Linked DNA regions of Bos taurus: region 1 is linked to region 2. The links are chromatin contacts, called in public Hi-C maps. All regions are on one chromosome and are shown on one strand. The core of a region is the stretch at or near the end of the contact, and the rest is flanking DNA. Distances in the headings are between cores, read along the strand shown.

Region 1 (4,462 bases), core at 1,012-3,511, 210 kb after region 2:
AGGCAGCACTGATCCAACTTGGCAAGGTCCAATACACTATTCTCTAAAAGAACGTCCATCTAACCAGTACCATGGTTCTGGCCACGTGACACTACAGTGGGTCTGAGTGTCCCCGACAGGCAGCTGCTTTAGAGGGGAACGGAGTTGCCTAAAATCTTCACTAGGGTAAGGGCTCTCATAAATATAAAACTCTAAAAGCTAGACTAGGATTTTGTAGCACTTTATATCAATCCTAATATGCACCCAGGCTCCCCTCCCATCTCCTTCCAAATGCAACCTTTACTGACCTGTGCCCTTGGGAGGCCCAGAGCCCACATAATCGGAGAGAACCGTGCCACTGCTGATGTTGTTGCCCTTCATGTTGACCACCAGGAAATGGTGCCATTCCCTGCATGGAGGAAGAGAGGACCATCAGCATCACAGGAAGTCGGTACATACTCACAGGCGAAGTCAGCCAACAGAACTTTAATTAGGGACACCAAAGTCTGAATTTCATGTAATGTCCACATGTCACAAAGTATTATTGCTCTTTTAAAAATGTTAAAATCATTCTCAGCTCATGGGGCTGTACAAAAACAGGCCTGGGTAGATCCAGCTCTCGGCTATTCTAGAATCTTGCTCTAGGGAGCAAAAAGCACACTCAGGTTTAAGCATGGAAGTGAACACCCCAAATCAAGTCTATTTTTTCCCACACAGCATGTCCAGCAAGGGACTTACACACTGCAAGAAGCACTGGGTCACACTGGATGACCCACTATTCCCCATCTTTCTCCAACTTGCCTGTATTTGGGGTCCTTCCTGCTGGGAGCATCCGGATCTGTCAAGACCAAGGTGTACAATTTACCTGGATCAAGGCCATCCCATGTAATGCTGGTGGGCCGGTTTTTAACCTGTAGGAAGGAACAGATTTGGAGCTTAAAAGTCAGAAATGCTGAAGAAACCAGCACTCTTTCTTTGACCTTGGATTCCTCAAAGGTCAAGCACAGAAATTATTAATAAAAGCTCAACTGTACTGACTCAACAAAGAACCCAGAACTGATGTTTAATATGCGTTATTTATTTTAGTCCCAACAACACTATGGGGCTAGTATCCTAGCATGTTATTAACAGAAAGAGGTGGGTCAGGATTTCAAGGGTTGCTGACTACAACCTTACATTATTTGGAATGACACAATCTCTAGACTGGAGACCACATTATCTGGGGCCTGCTAAAGTGAAATCTGAATTAAGTGTATATTTAAAAGGGCAGAGAAAACCAAGATGGATAGACGTGGACAGTGAGTTTGGCAAAAAGAGGCTGCCAGACGGGCACTTTACACACCCAAAACAAGAAACTCTGTAAACATCTAAATTAATAAACCATCTGAGCACTGTTTATTCGCACTGCTGCCCCGAAGCTTCAGGACCAACTACTGGCCACGGTGTCCGGGCACCTAGTTCCCCCACTTGGCAGCAGCCAGAACCTGGTTAGGCCTTAGCCAAGTGGGGTTGGTGGGCCGGGGGTCAAAGGCCAAACCGTAAAACACGGCCGTTACCCTCGAGCCTTCCAGCTGCAGAACGCACCTACCTTTGGGTGGCTTCCAGCTCCAGACCGTTAAAAACAAAGGAGGAATCACAGGGCTCTACTGCTCACCGGTTACATAATGAGTCAAACGCCCTCGGGTGGGGCTTTTACTCCCCACACTGCGGCCTAATATTCCGGGCCGGGAGGGGACGCTCTGGGGGCGTGAGCAGCCACTGCCCACTTCCTCCGGGGGAAGGCCTCCTCCCCTGCCTGCTCCTCGAAGTCCCAGGAGAGTGTATCAATTTCTTCCACAGGGGAAGCCCCGCCCGCCACGTGCCAGGTTCCGGGCGCCGGTAACGGGGAGGGAGCGGTCAGCAGGCCTGCGGCTTAGGCACCGCGACTCCCTTCCCTAGGTAGATCCGGCGCACTAGAGACCGGAACGTCCTCCCCACTTCCACTGGGTCGCCGACCCACGGACCTGAGAGTCTCCCAGCCTCCAGCAGCTGCACCCCTTCCGCCCTCGGTACCTGGGTGGGTGTCAGCACTTTGCCCAGTTCGTCGACCTCCGCCCCGCCGTATTTGACCTGCAGCGGGTGCTGCGGCCGCTCATCCACTTCCTGCAGGCTCAGAGGCCCGGACCACTTGCTAAGGTCCACCGGCATCGCGGAGCCGAGCGGGTCAGACAGCAGAGAAAGCGGCTTGTGGACTCACAGCAGTCTGCACACTACCGAAGAACCTCAAGTCACACGGCCGAGGAGGGCATGCGCCTGAGCCACCGCCCCGCCTCATCCCTGCTCCTCCAGTCACCGGCGGGGAGGGGCCCCACTCTGCTCTCTGATTGGTCGAGCCCTGTATCGCGGGCCGTCCGGCGCTCCTGGGTCAATGCACCAAGCTTGGCCTTTCTTTTTGCAGAGGGAGATCTAGCTACTCGCTGCTGTAGGAGTTCCGAAGAGTTATGACTGAGCTTGCAAGACTGTTGTTTCAAGAATTGCAATTGAGCTACTTTCGATTTTTTTTTTAAGCTTTTTGCCTTTTTCTTTGTTCAACCTTATAAATGCAGAAATGGTAAGGCCTCGCTTTTCTCTCGCACTTCTTAAAGCAACCCACATTGCCCCGCCTCGTTGTACTTTCGCGCATGCTCACTGGCTTCGGTAACGGCCTGGAGACGGTCTTGCGGGGAGCTTGTCAGCGCTGTTCTCAACCGGGAGGAATATTTGCACATGCCGTTTGATTCTCCTATCCCCTCTTGCATCTGCCTCCAATGCGGGAGACCCGGGTTTGATTCCTGGGTCGGGAAGATCCCCTGGAGAAGGAAATGGCCACCCACTCCAGTACTCTTGCCTGGAAAATTCCATGGACTGAGGAGCCTGGTAGGCTACAGTCCATGGGGTCGCAAAGAGTCGGACACGACTGAGCGACTTCACTTTCTTTCTGTCTGCGCTTTTCTCAACTGGCAAGAATATTTGCACATAGCGTTTGATTCTCCTATCCGCACTTGGTCTTGCCAAGATTTGGGGGAAAATTTTTTTTTTTGAGAAATTATTTTTTAACTTGTGAAACGAGGAATGTTGCTCACCATCTAGTGTGTGTGTGTTTTTTTAATTAATTTTTATTGGAGTATAGTTGCTACCATCCGGTTTTAAAAGAATGAAGTCAGCCACTGCAGTCCCCGATTTACAATATAGGTACCCTGAGAGGTATTCGGGACAGAACGAGGCACTTTGTGCTTTGGGGAAGAAAAGGCAAAACTATTAGATAATTAGATATATTCTAAGAATTTTTTTAAATTAATCCAGATTCTTGCATCTTTCCATACTTCTTTTAAAAAGCGCTAAAATCATGAACTATTTGCTCCTAGAAGCAACCTTATACTAAGACTTAAGCTTGATCGCACATACCCCTTTAGCCAAAATTACATATGTACTGGCTTCTCCCCCTTCCTCTTCCAAGCAGTTCCTCAGAGCTATGCTGTGCATTTTTGTTTTAGTCAACAAACCATAGTTACTATTCCTCCTTTGTTGACGAGTGACTCTGCCTCAAAACTGCTTTCGTTGTGGCCACCAGCTTTATTTTTGCTAAATATGATGGGCACTATTTACTAGTCCTTACCTAATGTGACCTTAAGGCTTCCCTGGTGACTCAGACGTTATAGAATCCATTTGTAATTCAGGAAACCTGGATTCAATCCCTTGAGGAGGGCATGGCGACTCACTCCAGTATTCCTGCCTGGAGAATCCCATGGATAGAGGAACCTGGCAGGCTACTGTCCGTGGGTTGCTAATTGTGGGACACGACTGAAGAGACCATAGGACAATTTTTGACATTGATCACTACCCTCCCCCCAAGTTGTTTGTTGTTTTTTAGTTACTACTAGGAAATAATACAAGTGCTTTGTAGAAAATTAAGATTAAAAAAATCCAAAGAAATAATTAAGAATTGCTTCTATTCCACTATTTAGACATAAACATTGGTAACAATTTGGGACATATCTTTCCAATTTTAAAATTATGAATAGAAATAATTTTGTTCGTTTGTTCACCAAAACAATTACATTTACTTTACCATTGTAGAATATTTGTTTTAAAAATAGATCTTCATGATACTTCCCTCTAAGTCCATTGGTTAAGGCTTCTCCCCAAATGCAAGAGGTGTGGGTTCAGTTCCTGATGATTGGGGAAATAAGATCCCACATGCCTAGCAGCCAAACAACCAAAACATAAAACAGAAACAATATTGTGACAAATTCAGTAAAGACTTTAAAAATGATCCACACCCTGAAAAAAATTTTTTTAAAACTTCATTACTTTAATGGTTTAGATGCACCACAATTTATTCACTTCTTTATGTTGGACATTTGTGCTTTTTTGGTTGTTTTTTCATTTTACAAACTGAAATGAATGTGTGTGTGAGAGAGAGAACTAGAACCACTTCCATTAAAACAATAGTTGAAAGTGAAAG
Region 2 (4,575 bases), core at 429-2,928:
GGGGAGCCTGGTGGGCTGCCGTCTATGGGGTCGCACAGAGTCGGACACTACTGAAGCGACTTAGCAGCAGCAGCAGATCCAATCCTCCATCCCCCCTTTCCTCCCTCCTTCAGTGAAGGAGCCTACCCTGAGTGGTCACCTGTCTGCCACTCACAGTGAGATGATTAATAAAACATACTCCTGATTCCAGACAGCTGCTCTAGCTTTTGCTCCACCGCGCTATTTTGAGCCAGACCAGTCCACCCAAATGTTTCTCTTTCTCTCTTTCTTCTCTCTTGTCCTTTGAAAACTTCACCTTTCTCCTCCTGCGGCCAGCTCCTTCCTCAGTTCCTCAAAAAGTGTTCCTCACACTTGCCAAACTTCAGTAATGATAATATAGACTGTGGAACTGAAAAAATAACACCTGAGTATCATTAAGCAAATCCCTACCTCCTGTTCCCTGAGCGTGTTTTCCCAATGGTAAACACTGAGTATTTTTTATCAAGGACCAGTTCACATGCTTTAAGCCAGTGTATGTGCTCAGTTGCTAAATCCTCGCTGGCTCTTTTTGCGACCCCATGGACTGTAGTCCACCAGGCTCCTCTGTCCATGGGATTTCCCAGGCAAGCAAAATGGAGCAGGTTGCCATTTCCTTCTCCAGGGGATCATCCCCACCCAGGGATCGAACCCGTGTCTCCTCCTGTATTGGCAGGCGTATTCTTTACAACTGAGCCACTAGGGAAGATCTGCTTTAGGCCTGAAGCTCATTTAATCCTGGCACCTACGCTAGGAAGCAGGTACTACTGCAAGCCCCACTGCTGTTCAAGAAACTGAGACTCAGAAGCTTAAGTAAATTGCCTGATATCATTAAGCTGGGTTCACTAAGCCAAATTTAGATCTAATTCGATGTGGCCGATCTCAGGACTCCTTCTTTTAACCAACCTGTGAGCGGGGCTGACTTAAGCATTTCCCGGGGATGGGGGGGGTGGGGGGGGGACGACGCGGGGGGACACTTTGGTAACTAGGAAGCTAAACTGGGCTTTTGCTTAGATCCTCTCAGGAACTAAAAAGCGAGGAGTGCTCAGTAGACCCAATGAATGGCGGCTTTCACTCCAACCCGTGAAAAGCTGAAGTTCAAACGGAGACAGCTGGGAGGAGACGAGCAGAACCTTAAAGGGACCTACATGCTCTGACAACAGCTCCTTAAGACCCTTCTCCGCGTTAACTGTCTGCAACCAAGTCCTCAGAGGTTCCCCCTTCCCGAACACAGGTCGGGGGAACCTCCGGGAGCCGCTCTCCTCCGGGCGGCCCCTCCAGCCGACCCCCAAGGCCCAGAAGTTGCCCCGCCCCGCACCCAGACAGCCCCACCCCTTCCCGCAGCCGTCCCACCCCCGCCTGGGGCTGCACAGCCGGCGGGAAGACGGACCTTCGTCCGACTCGCGGCCACGGCAGCTGCGCTCGTCATCCTCGGCGCTCTCCAGTTCTTCGTCCTCCTCTGGGTAGTACTCCGGGGCCGGCGGCGCTCCAGCCGGGGCCGGAGCAGGCGCCAAAAGCGCCGCAGCACTCATGTCGCCTCCGCCCGAAGCTGAGCGTGCCCCCCGGGAACCACAGCCACCCGCCCTCCAGGCTCTACGTCCGCGTCGCAGCGCCTGAGGGAGCCGCCGACTCCAAGAGCCGGAGCGCCGGCGACCCCGTCCCCGTCTTCGCCAGGCTCCGCCCCGCGCGCCCGCTCTCGGCAACGGGGGCCTCGCGCCTGCCGCAACTTCCGGGTCGCGAGCTGCCTGACGACCGCCTGACTCCGCCATCCTAGAGGGAGTGACGAGGCCGCCGGTCTCCCTCTTCGCCTTAACGCCATCTCCTTCATCGCCGTCTTTAAAACCCTCGACGGGTAGAGGGGAGGGGCACAGACAGGCTCTCAAGTTAGGCAAATTCTTGGGCAGGCCCGACCGCGGCTAGGACCCTATAGCGCAGAGCCACTTACGGAAACAGCCACCAGGCGGCGCCTGGAGCCAAAACCAGAGATGCTTTTTTAGGGACTTGGGAGCCAAAGGGTTCCCAGGGCTCTACTACGTAGATGGAGGTGGGTCTCTAACTTAAAACAGGTGAATGGCATGAACCATCCCGTTTATAGGTCGGGAAACCTAGACATTTAGAGTTTGCGTCATCATCCGGAAGAAAAGGAGCCCAGCTTCTCGTCTGACTGCTTAGAGCTTTTGAAGAACTAAAATGAAAACGAAGATGCTAATATTCCATGCTGGAGCCAGCAAAACTGTATTTTGCCAGTCGGTAGGAGGACTTTTCGCTTGTGTAGGTTTGCTCAGTACGGTATTATCTCGATTTTACAGAAAAGAGCTGTCAGTTTCCTTAAAAAAAAAAAAAAGGTAACGACCAGCCTGCTTTGTTTAGACTGTCACCCCCAGGTCCTCTGCAGTACAGCTGCCTCATATTTCTCAGAATATAAATTTTTTAAAAGGTTGTTTTTCCCAATCCAGTAACTTGTTAACCAGCTCTCAACTGAGCAAGAGGAGCATGTGCCTGCAGAAAATTAATTAGACACATGTAAGGAAAGTGCTAGCTGGTAACTTGGAAAACAAGAAAGTTGAATATATGTATGAATTCATTTGTGTGGTTACTCTGAGTAGAAGGGGACATGATATTATAAGCTTTGCTTAATGAACAAATTGAGGATGTCCCTCATCCAGATGTGTGTAGTAAGAAAAGGGATAAAAGGGCCCAGAGATGTTTAACGGTTTGTCCAGAGTAACACTATTCTTTATGTTGCACCCAAATCTCCATAGGGCTGCCTTGGTGGCTCAGTAGTAAAGAAACCATCTGCCAATGCAGGAGGCTCGAGTTAGACCCTTGGGTCAGGAAGATTTCCTGGCGAAGGATATGGCAGCCCACTCCAGTATTCTTGCCTAGGAAATCACATGGTCAGAGGAGCCTGGCAGGCTACAGTCTAGGGGGTCTCAAATCAGTCAGATACAACTGAGCAACTAAACAAGTCTCCATAGGAAATAATAATGTACAAGCAGTAAAGTTGAACACAGATGTAAAAGCCAGGATGGAACCCAATATCAAATCCTTTGTGACCAAATTTATCTCTAAATTGGTCCCCACAGAGACTTTTCAAAAAGAAAATTTTATTTCTCATCCCATTTAACATTTCTTATTTTATGCTTTGTTGTAAATAAAATCTTGGCTCTACTTCTGACAGATTCTTCCTCCCAACAAAACTCAAAAATTTTCAGAATGGAATGCTGTAATGTCTTCCCAGAAGTTCAGAGATCTTCTGAAGCTCCTAAATAAGAGACATTCGCATGGCTCCTGTAGGTCCACCATCTATTTTAAAACTAAAACTTCAAAACTGTCTCTTGTCCAAAGGATGAAGTCATTTTCTTTTTTTATGCTGTTGGGTCACGTCTAAATTATTTGTAATCAACTATATTGAGCAACTAGTTTCCATCAGTAGCAATAACACCAAACAAAGCACCAACATTTTAGAAATCAGAGTTCACTGATACAATGATATAATGATTTTTTTTAAAGTGTTGATATCATTGCTAATTGGTTTCCTTTCAAGACACTGGCATGTCTATGTTGCTTACTTTTGTCTACTTAATTGAAAATAGTATCTGTTAATGATCATGCATTTCTTTTTTATGTAACTAGACAGAACTGAACACTTGCATAGTGAACTTAACCCATTTTTTCCCATCCATATTGCAATTAGTAGGATGAGCTCTTGGGCTTCCCTGGTGGCTCAGCTGGTAAAGAATCTGCCTGCAATGCAGGAGACCTGGGTTCAATCCCTGGGTCAGAAAGAGCCCCTGGAGAAGGAAATGGCTATCCACTCCAGTATTCTTGCCTGGAGAACCCCTTGGACAGAAGAACCGGCAGGGAGGGGGTGGGGGTTGCTACAGTCCCAGGGGTTGCAAGGAGTGGGACACAACTGAGCAACTAACACTTTCACATTTTCAGGATGAGCTCTTAACTAATAAATACTTTATAAAGAAAGGGGACCTAGTCAAAAAAATTCTCCCATGACTTTAGTCTTACCCAACAAGTATAGTTGTCTAATATGATTTTGGACAGTCTTTCCCTAGGCCTCTAAAAATCAAGTTCCCTTAAAACCAAGTTTTACCACCTTGAAATCTCTGCATCCCTTCCCAAAAAGGCACTCAGTCACACGGTTCAGGTGCTATCTACAGTATGATCTTAGATCAGTATGATCTTAATTGGAATGAGCATTACTTTAAATAATGATTTTAAATCATACTGTGCCATCCTTCCCCACTGGCACAGTGGTAAAGAATCCACCTGCCAATCCAGGAGACTCAAGAGATGCAGGTTTGATCCCTGGGTCAGGAAGATACCCTGGAGAAAGAAATGGCAACCCATTCCAGTATTCTTGCCCAGAGAATTCCATGGACTGAGGACCATGGTGGGCTACAGAGGACCTCCATGGGGTTGCAAAGAGTCGGACACGAGCGACTAACAACACACAACAATGATTTTAAAAATACTAGGAAAAACCTGAATAGTTTAGAAAATTTTTGTTAGCAGGAGTTAAAAAAGAGTTAATGATGGAGACTT

What was found. A called contact is a pair of places that touch in the nucleus more often than the background predicts.
Region 1: a Hi-C map of skin fibroblasts shows a contact between it and region 2, with 4 times the contacts expected there. The contact joins the promoter of PEBP1 here to the promoter of SUDS3 in region 2. A contact is called at or near these places in 3 of 11 Hi-C or Micro-C datasets (liver, skeletal muscle and skin fibroblasts).

What each region holds. Positions count from the first base shown.
Region 1 is chr17:57,082,475-57,086,936 of ARS-UCD2.0, forward strand. PEBP1 (phosphatidylethanolamine binding protein 1) reads right to left here and starts at 2,262. Exons shown (of 4, transcript NM_001033623.2): 1 at 2,032-2,262; 2 at 781-890; 3 at 288-388. The coding sequence starts at 2,166. It overlaps LOC107133301 (a long non-coding RNA gene), which reads left to right and starts at 2,377. Exons shown (of 3, transcript XR_001502215.3): 1 at 2,377-2,569.
Region 2 is chr17:56,877,222-56,881,796 of ARS-UCD2.0, forward strand. It overlaps SUDS3 (SDS3 homolog, SIN3A corepressor complex component), which reads right to left and starts at 1,679. Exons shown (of 12, transcript NM_001098891.1): 1 at 1,406-1,679. The coding sequence starts at 1,547.